Linked DNA regions of Sus scrofa: region 2 is linked to region 1. The links are chromatin contacts, called in public HiChIP or PLAC-seq maps. All regions are on one chromosome and are shown on one strand. Each heading gives the region's core, a stretch centred on a gene start, on an enhancer-like site or on the middle of the called end of the contact. The rest is flanking DNA. Distances are from core to core; before and after follow the strand shown.

The links. HiChIP or PLAC-seq counts read pairs in DNA pulled down with a chosen protein or histone mark.
Region 2: a contact with region 1 is called in an H3K27ac HiChIP or PLAC-seq map of alveolar macrophages. The contact joins two enhancer-like sites. A contact is called at or near these places in 2 of 2 datasets of contacts at active chromatin or transcription factors (alveolar macrophages and skeletal muscle).

The regions. Positions count from the first base shown.
Region 1 is chr15:101,709,089-101,715,560 of Sscrofa11.1, reverse strand. All of the region lies in intron 1 of PLCL1 (inactive phospholipase C-like protein 1), which reads right to left. Among named protein-coding and RNA genes, the nearest start is that of PLCL1, 89 kb to the right of the region's middle. Within about 2 kb of position 3,375, at least 1 of the 83 cell types and tissues checked has an H3K27ac peak or open chromatin away from gene starts, as enhancers often do. A contact at or near this core is called in alveolar macrophages, where this site is marked.
Region 2 is chr15:101,886,795-101,893,266 of Sscrofa11.1, reverse strand. All of the region lies in intron 3 of PLCL1 (inactive phospholipase C-like protein 1), which reads right to left. Among named protein-coding and RNA genes, the nearest start is that of PLCL1, 270 kb to the right of the region's middle. Within about 2 kb of position 3,601, at least 3 of the 83 cell types and tissues checked have an H3K27ac peak or open chromatin away from gene starts, as enhancers often do. A contact at or near this core is called in alveolar macrophages, where this site is marked.

The sequences.
Region 1 (6,472 bases), core at 2,126-4,625:
ATGGCTCCCCATTTAAGCTTTTGCTTAGTGAATCATGAGTAAACAGATGTTACTTGCATAGAGAAAGGGATCAACTGAAATATAACTTTGTTGTATATCAGACTTGCAAAGTGAACTGACTGAAGTCCTAAGACCATAGGGCATATTCACCTGTAAAAATAAAATGGAAATCTTCACTTCATCGAAACCCCGTACTAGCACATCTTGTATGACAGCGCAGTCCACAGATCATGGCTGTCAACATCACCTGGAAGCTTATTAGGAAAGCAGACGGTCAGCTCTCCCAATTGCCAAGAACTACAAAATAGGAATCTATATTTTAACAAGATCTCTGGTGATTCATAGGCACATTAATGTTTGAGAAGCACTGTTCCCTGCCCAGCCAGCATTTAGCTCTGATTTACTGTTGTTAAAAATAACCAGCAAACCAAGAAGAGTTAATTATCTCTGTATACGAAATTAGGAAAATACTTCCATAATATTCTGCCTTTCTGATTAGTTTACTTAAAACACAGTTCTAATAATGACACTCAAAATTTTCAATGACTTCCTGTGACAGACCACATAAAATGTAAAGTCCTTAGTTTGATAGCCAAGGTCCCCTTTCATCTGCTAGTAACCCCCTTTCCAATTCAGTGTTCCACCCAGCCCCTTGCCATGCCTTAAGCCTATTTCTCAAAGTGTAACGGGAAGACCATCCTAAACAGAACCACCTAGGGCCTCCCCTCGACCCTCTGAATTATGTTCTCTAGGCAATAAAACAGGGAAGGAAAGATCTTAACCAGCTCCCCCAGGTGATTCTTGGGAAATAATCACACATCCTTTCAGAACCAAGTCTCTCATCCTTGGTCAAGTTCCTCTGGATGCACTCAAGCAGGGAAGAAGGGCCACGCCATCCTTAGTGCCAGCACTGTCCCCATACACAAGTCTGTTGTTCACCTGACACAGCATTACGTTTCCACGCCTGTTTTCCCTTTGAGTCCATGAAAATGGGAAATGTTTACTATGTATTTTCGTATCGCCAGCCATCTACCATACTGTCTGACAGAGTAAGTGTTCAATATTTGCTGATGTACTGCAGCATTGTTCACATTAGGAAAAAAGATACCAAAACAAGCTTAAGCCCCATTATTTGCAACTACCCAAATTAATTACAGTGTAACCATCCAGTGGAAAGCTGTGCATTCATTAAAATGAATTTATGATATCAATATCATAAATTGATATTATTTATTGATTGGAAAGATACCCCAATCCTTCCTTTTCTTATAGCACAAAAGCAAATTGCAAACACAGTATAAAATTTTCTTAAAGAATATACACCAAAATGTTAACAGTGGTTATCTCTGAGTGGTGGGATTATGAACGACGTTTTTCTCTTCTTTATATCTATTACTTGAATTTTTCACAATCAGCGTGTATTTTTTTTTTTTTTTTTTTACATTTTAAAGCTATTCCTACTTTAAATGCTATGGAATGAGTGTCATTATAGTAAATGACAGCTTCACTTATTCAGCTTCCAAGGACAGGGATTTCCAAAGTTTGGCAATGTTCCAAAGGTTGGTGGTGTTGTTGCTAAGAAGAAGGAGAACATAAGAAATGAGTAGTCTTTAGCAACGGGCTCTCACCAGTGTTCCTTCTGTTGTCTGGGATTAAGAAAAATATTTTAATGTCCTTTAATATCTAATTACATAACACTTTTCTAATAAAAACTGTGGCTTCCAGTGGAAACAATTTTGACAATATCAATTAGCCTCAACCTAAAGAAACTGTCTGTTGTCAATTTTTTTTTTCAGTTGTGAAAATCAGCCTCCAGTCTCATCTCTCTTCCCCTGCTGGCTCTTCTCTCACTTTTCATAATGTTCACTGTCCAGGATGAATTTGTTAAATACTACATTTTACTTTATTTAGCATGATGCCAAAAATGGGTGTCCTAGCATTTTTGGATGTCAGTGACTTTCATTTATCATCACCAGTTTGGGGCACTGCTTCTGCTATGAGAAGGGACAATAAAAAGAAGGGAGAGATGCCTTCAGTCTTTTTTCTTCTACTATATGGGAAGCCTCCAAGCAAAAATTATTTCAACTAATGTTTTACATGAAATGAAGATGCTTTGAAGAAAAATAACTAAAACAAATAAAATTATACCTCTCACAACAAGAAAATCATGTCATCTGTTTTTTTTTTTCCATTAATTTCAATAGTCAACCTAAAGCAAAATCAACCCAAAGACACCTACAAAGAAAAAGAAAGAAATAATTTCAATTAGTCACCAATAAGATCTTATTACAGTTTGGATCATTTTGAATGTTTTAAATATTTATTCTGCTTGAAGAATAGCAACAGTAAAATCTGTATTATATAAATTAATCATATGAACACATTTCCAACTTGGGGTCTCCCAAAATGTCCTTACTACCTGAAAACATGAAGTAAATAGAGGAAAAAAACTTTAAAAGGCTTGGTAGAATGTTAAAATTTAGTAAATTTAAATATAATAATTTTTAAAGCCATTCTTTTTAACCTAGCTAAAAGTAATCTCTCCAAAAAGGCACAATGTGACAACTTTTTACTCCCTAGGTTCAAGAAATGTGGCTGCTCATTTGACAAGTTTAGAAGAAATGTAGCTATTGTCATAAACCCCAAACATGCAGACATGAAACCTATGCTTCCAAAACGTCACAGGAGATGAAAGGGGCTCTAAGCTAGGAGGGAGGAGAGACAGAATGAGTTCTTCCCTTTTGTACTGCAGTGACCACATGACTCAAGCTAGTTACTTTGCTTCTTGGAATTTCTAACTTCCTTATCTGTAAAAACAAGCACTGGGCTAGATGGTGTCTAGGTTCTTTCCAGACAAAAAAAATTAAGCTCTAATTCTACACATTCTTTCCATACATATACAACCTAAAAACATGATATTTTTATAATATATGAAAAACACAAATAAAAAAACTGACTTTTTGTAGATTTTTTCACTAAAATTTTGAAAAAGGAAAAAATGTAATTCTACCATGTTAATATCATTATTTCACTTTTCAATTTTAGTATCATCCTTTATTAGTCATTAGCATTATTAAACCATACCTTTTTTCCTCTCTAGTCACCTCTCTAGTTTTCCTAACTATTGAATCAGCAGGAATCATGAAATGAACTAAAGGCATAAAAATATCTGAGACATAATGATAATTAGTTTTGTTTTCCAAAAAAGTAATTGAACGCAGAAATTCCAACTTCCAAAAATATTACATTTCAATGTAAAAGATAGCTCACTTGTCAAATCCATAATAAAAACTATTATTCACTTAGTACTATTTATAGAGCACTTTCACATGCATGATGTTACCAAACCTTCATGACTCTGAGGAAGTACTATAATCATTCCCACTCAAAAGCTGAGGAAAGTGATCCTCTCTGACATGAAGTAATTGCCCAAGGTCACAAGGCTAGAAAGCACCAGATTCATGCCTCAACCTCCTGACTTTTTCTCTGAATCTCTTGCTCTCTCCCTGTGACATTCCACAAGTTCATAAATCTTTGTTCCAAATTAAGCACATTTTCATCTAATTTAAAGTCAGCAGTTGCTCCTAAACACCTTAAACAATTACTTGGGAACAAATATTTAAAACATATATGACAGAAAAGGGTTAATTTTGTAACTCAATGCATTTTGTGCCTTCACATATTAAAACAAAAAAAAAAGAAAGACCAACAACTCAATAGAAAATTAAAAGAGAAACTTTCTAGGAAGATGCATTAGGTTAATCTTGAGGCCTTGCCCAAGAAACTGGGATATACCTGTTTGAGAAATTTGACTTTAGAGAATATATGTTAACATCTTAGTAGAGGAGGTCTCATATGGGGTGAAGGGTATCAAAATCAGTATCAAAAAACTGGTATCAAATACTTTGTGATTTAATCCTCAGAATCATCTTTCTTTCAACAAGCTACTGAAGTCCTACTGCAGATACAGTCCCTTGCCCTCATAAAACTATAGTTTTTAGTTGTAATAGATACTGGAAAATTGCCTTCCAAAGAGATTTTAACCAATGCATTCTGTACTGATGTCATATGAGGGTACTTCTTTCTCCACACGGCAGTCATTTCAGCACATGACCAAATTCATTTTCTATCTGGATGGAGGTACGTCATGCACTGAATCAAAAATGATTAGATAGTGGGATGAGGGTAACATAGACATAAGTTTAGAAAGAATTAATTGGAGTTCCCATTGTGGTGCAGTGGTTAATGAATCCGACTAGGAACCATGAGGTTGTGGGTTCCATCCCTGGCCTTGCTCAGTGGGTTAAGGATCCAGCATTGCAGTAAGCTGTGGTGTAGGTCGCAGACACGGCTCAGATCCTGTGTTGCTATGGCTCTGACGTGGGTCAGCAGCTACAGCTCCGATTCGACCCCTAGCCTGGGGACCTCCATATGTCACGAGTGTAGCCCTAGAAAAGGCAAAAAGACAAAAAAAAAAAAAAATAGAATTACTTTAGTTAAGTGGTCAGTGAAGGCTTACATGAGGCAGGAATTTTTTGAGCTCTGAGACCCAAACTGTGGGAAGGGATTAGCCATGAAAAAATGGGGAAGAATGTTCCAGAACAAAGGTATGAGGCAGTGTTACCAGATTCAATGGGTAATAGTCAATGAACATGCCAAGCACTTTCAATCACAGCAGAAGCATTTATTCCTTGTAACAAGTAAGGAGACGAAGAGCACTGTCTCCCTGAACAGCAAGATCACGGAAGTTGTAAGTTAAGAGTGTGTGTGTTTTTGTGAAAGGGCAAGAGTAATCTCCCACATAGAGATGGAGTTCTAGATGTACTTACGTAGTGCAACAACATGCTCAAACATACATTGCATGTTCAAAAATGGTAATGATCCCTGTCCTTGCACTGGAGGTTTCAGCATTAAAATGAGGCACAGGTCACTCTAGGTTAACGAAATCCAGGCACCTCACTGAGCGAAGTCACGTGGATCAGCAAAGGTCAGTATCATCATTCCTTGGGTTCCAATTAATCTAGTGGTAGAGTGCTCCAGGGGGTTTGGATCCTGCAAAAGTACTCAAGGATGTGCTTCAGGCTGATCTTCACCTTTGAAACAAAACTAGTGGTCTTTATGACTGATTTATTATCATTTCTATGGTTACTTCTCTTGCTTGATAATAGTCTTTTGTTTCTGTATTCCTTGTTCTTTTCAAAGTCATTAATCACTGAAACCTATTCTTGTTCCACATGAAGACCTAGGAGGTCATATTTCATCTTTCTCCCAATTATCAGTAAAGAGAGCACAAACGAAGTCTGAAATTCACACTCTGGTTCTCAACCTAAGCTTGTCTCAACTTCTCTCATTGCCTGTTATTTTACTTCTAAAAGATATGACATAATGTGGTTTGACACACACACACACACACACACCCGTTCTTTATTACTGTCTCACTAACAGTAGCACATCCTTGGTACATTTATGGCCAGAAAGGTGGCCACTATGATTGGAGATAAGTTTAGAAAGGCAGGGGCCAAACTATGGAAGGCCTTACAGGACAAAGTAAGAAGGCAACATTTATTTTTATTGCAGTAGGAAGCTATTTGATGGTTTTAATCAGGAGAATGATATGATTTCACTTATTTTTTGAGAAAATTATTCTATTTACTGAGTTGTGATGTAGGTTGCAGAGGCGGCTTGGATCCCGCATTGCTGGGGCTCTGGCTTAGGCTGGTAGCTACAGCTCTGATTAGACCCCTAGCCTGGGAACCTCCATATGCCAAGGGAAGCGGCCCTAGATAAAGCAAAACAAACAAACAAAAAAAATAGGGAGAGAAGGGGAGGCATGTTCTGCTGTGAACATCGTGGCTGGGACCCCCAGTTGCCACCCAAAATGTATTTATCACATCTTCCTAAGTAACAAAACCCCAATTTGGTTGCAGCTAAAAGACTACATTTATCAGCCAAATCCTTCTACTGCTAAGTGAGGTTATACAGCTAAATTCTGGCCAATAAGAAAGAAGTGAGAGTGTTTATGACTCTAAAACAATTGAAAGAGTGCTAACTCAGCTAGGAGTTGCACCTTTTTTGCCTTATGTGCCATCTCCCTTCTTTCTCCCTGCAATGAGGACAGCTACAGCAGCCATGAGGTAACCTTCAGAATGGAACTCACATGCTGAGTATGGCTGATTAAGGAGTTTAAATGGACCCTGAATTGCTGGTGACTTCAGAGAGCAGACACACCCAGTGCTGGACTGTTTATCTCCAGGCTTAAGTGGAATAAATCCTGTGTGTTTTCAGTTATTTTGAGTTTTCTGATCATGCAGTCACACAAAATCCTGACTGAAAAACCCTGACATAAAGATAGATATGATATACTTACTGAATATCCCAGTTAGTAGAGTCCCTATTTTAAGGATGAGAAAGCTGAATGTCAAGGAAGTTATTTGCCCAAGGTCAGTCAGCTTGAAAGAGAGGCAAGATTTTT
Region 2 (6,472 bases), core at 2,352-4,851, 180 kb before region 1:
AAGTCACCTTAAGGACCATCTATTATGGACGATCCATTTTACAGATGAAAAAACTCAGCCCCAAACTGACTTGCCTTCAGCCACATGGCTATTTAAAGAAATAGTTTAGACTAAATTCAGGCATTCTTGAGGAGCAGATCTTATAAACCATTCTGCAATGCTAATATTATATTAAAGTGCAGAATTCCTATTGCAAATGCAAGTTGGTGATAAACATTTTACAAATTAGAAGTCACCGAGTGAAGCATCATGAAAACATATTTTTGTCATTTCTTCCCCCTCTAGGTCTAATTTGCAACACACATCAACCAATACAGGTATTCTTCCAATGAAACCTAGTAAGAAATGTACTTACTTGTGTCCACTGTTTTTTCAGGAAGGAGTTATTAAATTTAGAAGATCAATCACAAGAATATGTGGGTCAATAAAAAAAACCAGTCTACTTCAAATCTATTTAGTTTCCTCCCCTAAAGAAGACTGAAATAATTAATCTCCTACCTTCCATCTAATCAAAAAATTGGGTTTTAGTTCTTAGTTCTATAGTGGCTCAACTGTTCAGATTGTTTAAAATAAGACTTGAATTCTATTAAATTTGGTACATTTGAATATCTGATTATTGTTACAAATATATTTGCTAACTAGAATGTAGATAATTTCCTCAAATTTTTAGTTTACTTAAATATTTTAAGACAGATGGATAAAAAGCATTGTTGATAAATAGACATCTTTTGGTTTTAAGTAAAGTCAATCCTATAAACTGCTAATTTTAACTTGAATATTCAGAAATGCAAAGCAAACTCTGAGGATGCATGTACAATAATTCACAAAGAAGCCCCCCCACCAATTGTTGCTTATTGATGCATCTCTGATATCCAGTGTCCTTGGAACCCCTGTACCAAGTGGAAATGCTCCCAACCCTTAAGATGCTGACAGTTTCCCCAATTATACAGAAAAGATAACAGAAGACATTGCCACACCCAAGAGTAAAGTATAAAAAACATTTCAATGCATTAACGCATCTTTTTTTTTTTTTTTTTTTTTTTTCATTTTAGGGCAGCACTCATGGCACATGGAGGTTCCCAGGTTAGGGGTTGAATCCAAGCTGTACCTTCTGGCCTATGCCACAGCCACAGCAACTCAGGATCCGAGCCGCATCTGCGACCTACACCACAGCTCACAGTAATGCCAGATCCTTAACCCACTGAGCAAAAACAGGGATCAAACCTGCAACCTCATGGTTCCTAGTCAGATTTGTTTCCACTGCGCTACAACAAGAACTTCCTTTTTTTTGGTTTGTTTTCTAATGCATTTTATTTGCAAATAATCTGCTCTGGTTGAAAACATGCCAGTGAGCTGTTCCTTTTTTTCTGGATTCCATTATTATACAATGCAACATACTTTCAAAAGGCAAACTAATATGAAGTTCTACACAAATTTCACAATGAGAGTGATCAAAGGAGAGTCTTCTTGACTTTTCCAATTTCAATTTAAATTGCTTTCAACAAGTAAAACTACATTGGGGGGACTGTTGACAAACCTACAACTTTTTCCTATTCTGAGGCTCAGTGTATATTGGTAATAACACTGACAGAAGAGAATGTATTTGATCCAACCCATTATGTTTGGCTTAACTATGATATTGGCTAGTGTAAAGATTCCATTGCAAGAGTGATTAAAAATAGCAATGAGCTCTTTTGCTAGATTCCCAGTCATGCTAACACGATCAACTGCTCTCCAAATCACACAACTAAGTAAAGGATTAAATAACTCTTGACTCGTGTTCTCTAGATTGCTTTGATTTTATGTTCAGAAAATCTGTAGCTCTTAACCATAGTAAAGTTTTAACTTCTATGTTAATGTTAAACAGTTCAGCACAGAAGTCACCTTTGAAGAGTGCTTTGGGTTTATTTTTCACAGTTGCAAGCCCTTGTAACTATTCCACTTCTGGTTGCTATATTTAAAACACTAACTACTCAAAAGTGCTCACATTAATTTCAACACTTAAAAGGACCAAAATATGTTAGGCAATACTTCTTGACTATACAAGAAAAATCAGACAGGTGAGAATAGAAAAGTAAAAATTCAGGTATCTGAGGAAAAAATATGTAGATGTTCACCAATATTTTTCTCTCAAAACTATTTGCAAATAAAATTCTGCTGAGCATGGGGTGAGAGTCGGGGAGGGATTATATTACAAGTCTGTGAAAAGTCCATCATAAGGACTCAAGAGCCTAAGACCATCCAGCTTGGGACAAAAAACATCATCTTGTTCACTATCTGGACATTGTGTGTCTCTGCTCCTTCCACTTTTTAAATATAAATCTTGCTTTCCTATCAGGATTTCCCATTCCCCAAAGGCAGAAATTTTGCTTCATACCATTTCTTTCCCCCCAGAAACTTGCATAGTAACAGGTATCCAAAATGTGTTTGATAAGTTGACTAATCAAAATCCTAAAGACGCAGACAAAATGGTACATCAAAACAGAAAGGGTTGTGTTACAGATGGCAAATATAAATGTTCCCACCTCGATTTTACTTACATTTCTCTTGAGTCAAAGATCTGTCATGCTTTATACTAATGGCTATTTGTGCTGATACTTGTCTCTGTTTATTCGTCTCTGTACTGTGCAGAACCCACTAAAGTTCTTTACAGTTGGTATGCGTTGAATGTCGTAAACAAAGTCAATAAATGAATATTTTCTTAAAGTTTATTTTGCAAGAGGTTAGGACAAAGGGCTGGATTTCGATTGCTGGAGAGGGAATTATGGCTAGGAAGTCATTCAGGTGGTGTAGAATAGAAATACAAATGATGGAGAATGAAAAGTAGGTGGCAAATAAATCAGCTTGATAGGAGAGGGTTCAAATAGAAAGAAATGGGAGATGACGGTGGCAAAACAGACAGCACTGGTGGGGAAGGCTTTGCAAGGCTAGTTAAATACAAAAAAAAAAAAAAATAGAATTTGAGGATGATTATTCCCATTGTTGAGTTAGAAACAGGTAGTGACTAGATGGGGCACTAGTCAGCCTACTGAAAAATTCAGGTGGGAGAAGAAGAGAGCCTGTTGAAAACCTTGGCTACGTCAATGTAAGGAAATGGATACACATGAGGAAAGAAGCAATAGATCTCATTGATATTGAACTATAAATTTAAAAAGACCTTATTAATTAGAGTTAATATGGAGAGGGAGAAAGAGCACTTGAAAATCACTTGGAGGAACTGAGGACCATTGTCTTGGTTGTTATCTTTTGCAGTGGTCAGAAAAGGATGAATGGATACCTAGGGAATTAAAATATGAATGGTTTTTGACCTATTAAATTTCTATTGTTTGTTCTTGAGATACCAACATGATGTACTGCAATCAAATGTAGAAATGTGACTAAAGTAAAATTTTAAGGCTGATGCTGGAGGTGGGTTTTGAAAATAATGTAAAATGCATACACATAAAAATACCACTGTAGAAGGAAAAAATTCAAACTTTTTCAAACAGATTTTGATAATGTTCTGATGCAATTGCAAAGTATTTTCCAATGTCATCACCCACTATTACAACCTCGTGTTAAATGATGAGGAACATAAGTAGATTAACAATCATAGACTCACAGGCCTGGTTTAGACCTTACGAGGCTGCCTGCCTTGACCGTAAGCTACTGGAGCACAGGGGCTACTGCAGCATAACACAGGGCCTTGCACATGGGAGGAATTTACAAATCAAAATAAAATTAAACATCTCCATTCCTGGCTCTAACACTAGGCAACTCTTTTAGTAACTAATTTTTATTTTTAACAACCCAAAGATTAAGATTCATCCTAAGCAAAAAAGAAAGAAAACCTTACTTCTTATTTGTGAAACATAATTAGACCACCTTAACAGCCTTAAATGACTTAGCAGTGATTCAACTGTATTAACTATGTTACTGCATATTTCCTTAGAGAAAGTGAAAATCCACAGTGGGGAAGTGATGTTTCCTCTTTCAGAGACCAGAGGGACCCCCCCCCCCTCAAATCACAATACAGTAAAGGGATAAGTCACTTAGAAATGGCATTCTGACTTTAAATTAAGGTTTGGGGAGTCTCTGAAAAACTATCCTAATGACCTCAGAGCCACCAGAATGGCAGTGCAGCAAAGGAGTCCGACACCACAGCGCCCCTCTGTGTGTCTTTCATTTGGAAAGGAGGCAGCAAATCTACCTTCACTGTTTAGGGTCTGTTCTACTCACCTGAGGTTTTTGGTTTCAGTGGGGGTTTTTTGGGGGGGGAGATTGGGTTTTTTTGGTTGTGCCTAAGGCATGGAAAAGTTCCCGGTCCAAGGATCAAGCCCTGGCCACTGCAGTGATAATGCCAGATCCTTAACCCACCGTGCTAAAAATGAACTCCATGAGTTATTGATTAATAATGTTCTCAGTTCGCTTTAGTTCTTTTCAGAAGCTGTCACATCCCTCTGGCTGTGACATATGTTTTAATATCAGGAAAGTCACCTCTGCTTCCATTGCCCTAGATATCAGCCAGGCATTTATACAGCTACATTCCTATTCACAGCTTTGAGGGAGACTGTAAACAAGGCTGTTCTTAAGTAAAATTACAATTATTTAAACAACCCCACCCCCACCTTACCCAGACTTTGGAGACACTCGGTCATTAGGATGGCTTCCTCTCCCCAGGTAAAAACTTGCCATCCAAAGGTACAAATTACTGAGAACCAAATGTGTTCTTATTCACTGAGGGGTTTTTTTTTTTTTTTTTTTTTTAGTTTTTTGTTTGTTTGTTTGCATTTTTAAAAAGATAAAATGTCTTACCCTAAGGAATTGATTGCAGTTTTGAAATTTCAAGTACCAGTGAGCAGACAGAAGTCATATGTCTTAAACAAGATATGGAATGGAGGTGGAGCAGTGTGTTCTGAAAGTATGCCATGTAAATAAACCCACTCTATTATGGATATATTTGGCTTTTGATTCCTTGATACCAACACAGATGCTACAACAGAATTTTAATTGCAATATTAATATTAAAATGGCTTTTAAGACTAAATTTCTAAAACCTTCAAGAGGAAATATTTCCAAATATTAAATTAGCTAGTGTTTAGTAAGGAATAGGGGCGTCTCAGGTCACTAGTGAAAAGCTAAATTTAGAAGAAAAAAAAAAAAAAACCCATGCTGTTGAACTTAGGGTCAATGTCTTCTAGAATTTTTTTGTTTTATTTCCTGATGATAAATAGTAGAGTTTGATGTACTCAGGTTTGTTTTCAATAAATGTGGGTTACCAGCTTGCCTCATTTGTTTCTTTTGACACTGAAATAAGCCAAACATTTGTTTCTGTTCAGAAATGATTTCAGGTCTTTTCTTTTCTTTTTTTTTGTCTTTTTGGCTGTACCCATGGCATGCGGAAGTTCCCAAGCCAGGGATCAAACCCAAGCCGCAGCAGCAACCTGAGCCATTGCAATGACAATGGCAGATACTTAACCTGCTGAGCCACCTGGGATCTCCAGGGTTTTTTTATTCTAAACATAATCTGTAACTTTTTTAACTGGTTACAGCATTTCCTCTTGGATGGCACTATACAGTTTATTACCAATTTCTGAGAAATCCAAACCTTTAAGTAACTTGAGTTGAATCTGAACATGCAAACTATTCATTTTGGAATAACTGCCCCCTCCTGCCACCACCACAGAGCAATTAACCCTGGATCTGGCTTTTGCCTTAGTCACCCAAGTAAGTTTTTATTAATAGTCTATGTGGATTTTTTTGGCTTTATTTTTAGAAGTTTTAGGTTTACATAAAGATTAAGCAGAAAGCACAGAGAGTTCCCACATACCTTTTTACCCCCTCTTCACCCCCAGTTTTCTTCACTATTAACATCTTGCATTCGTGTGGTACATTTACTACAATTGATGAACCAATATTGATACTTCATTATTAGCTAAAATCCATAGTTTTCATTAGGAATTGTACATTCATTTGAATTGTACATTCTCTGGGTTTTGACTAATGCATAAGGGCGTTTATCCATTATTACACTGTTATGCAGAAAATTCACTGCCCTAAAAATGCCCAGCGCTCCACCTCTTCATCCCTCCCCGCCATCCCACCCCCAGCCCTTTGGCAACTACTGATCTTTTTCCTGTCTCCATACTTTTGCCTTAGTCTATAGGCTTCTTCTTGTATGTATAAGACAGAGAACAAAGATAGTATGAACTGCACTCTTTTCACCAACAATGGATGAATCTATTTACATTTTATTCAACTAACATTAATTGATAACACACTATGGCCAGCAGTGTTTAGGTGCTAGAGTTAACAATACTAAGCAAGGCAGACAGGATTTTTGCCTTCATGGAGTATACATTCAAATTGAGGATAAAGGAAAAGGACAGAAATAAAACCAAAAGTCAAGCAAAATATTTTTTCAATACTGCCAAGAAAGATGGTAGAAATCAAACAGGGTTATGGGATAGAGTGACAGTTAGAGACAGTGGGT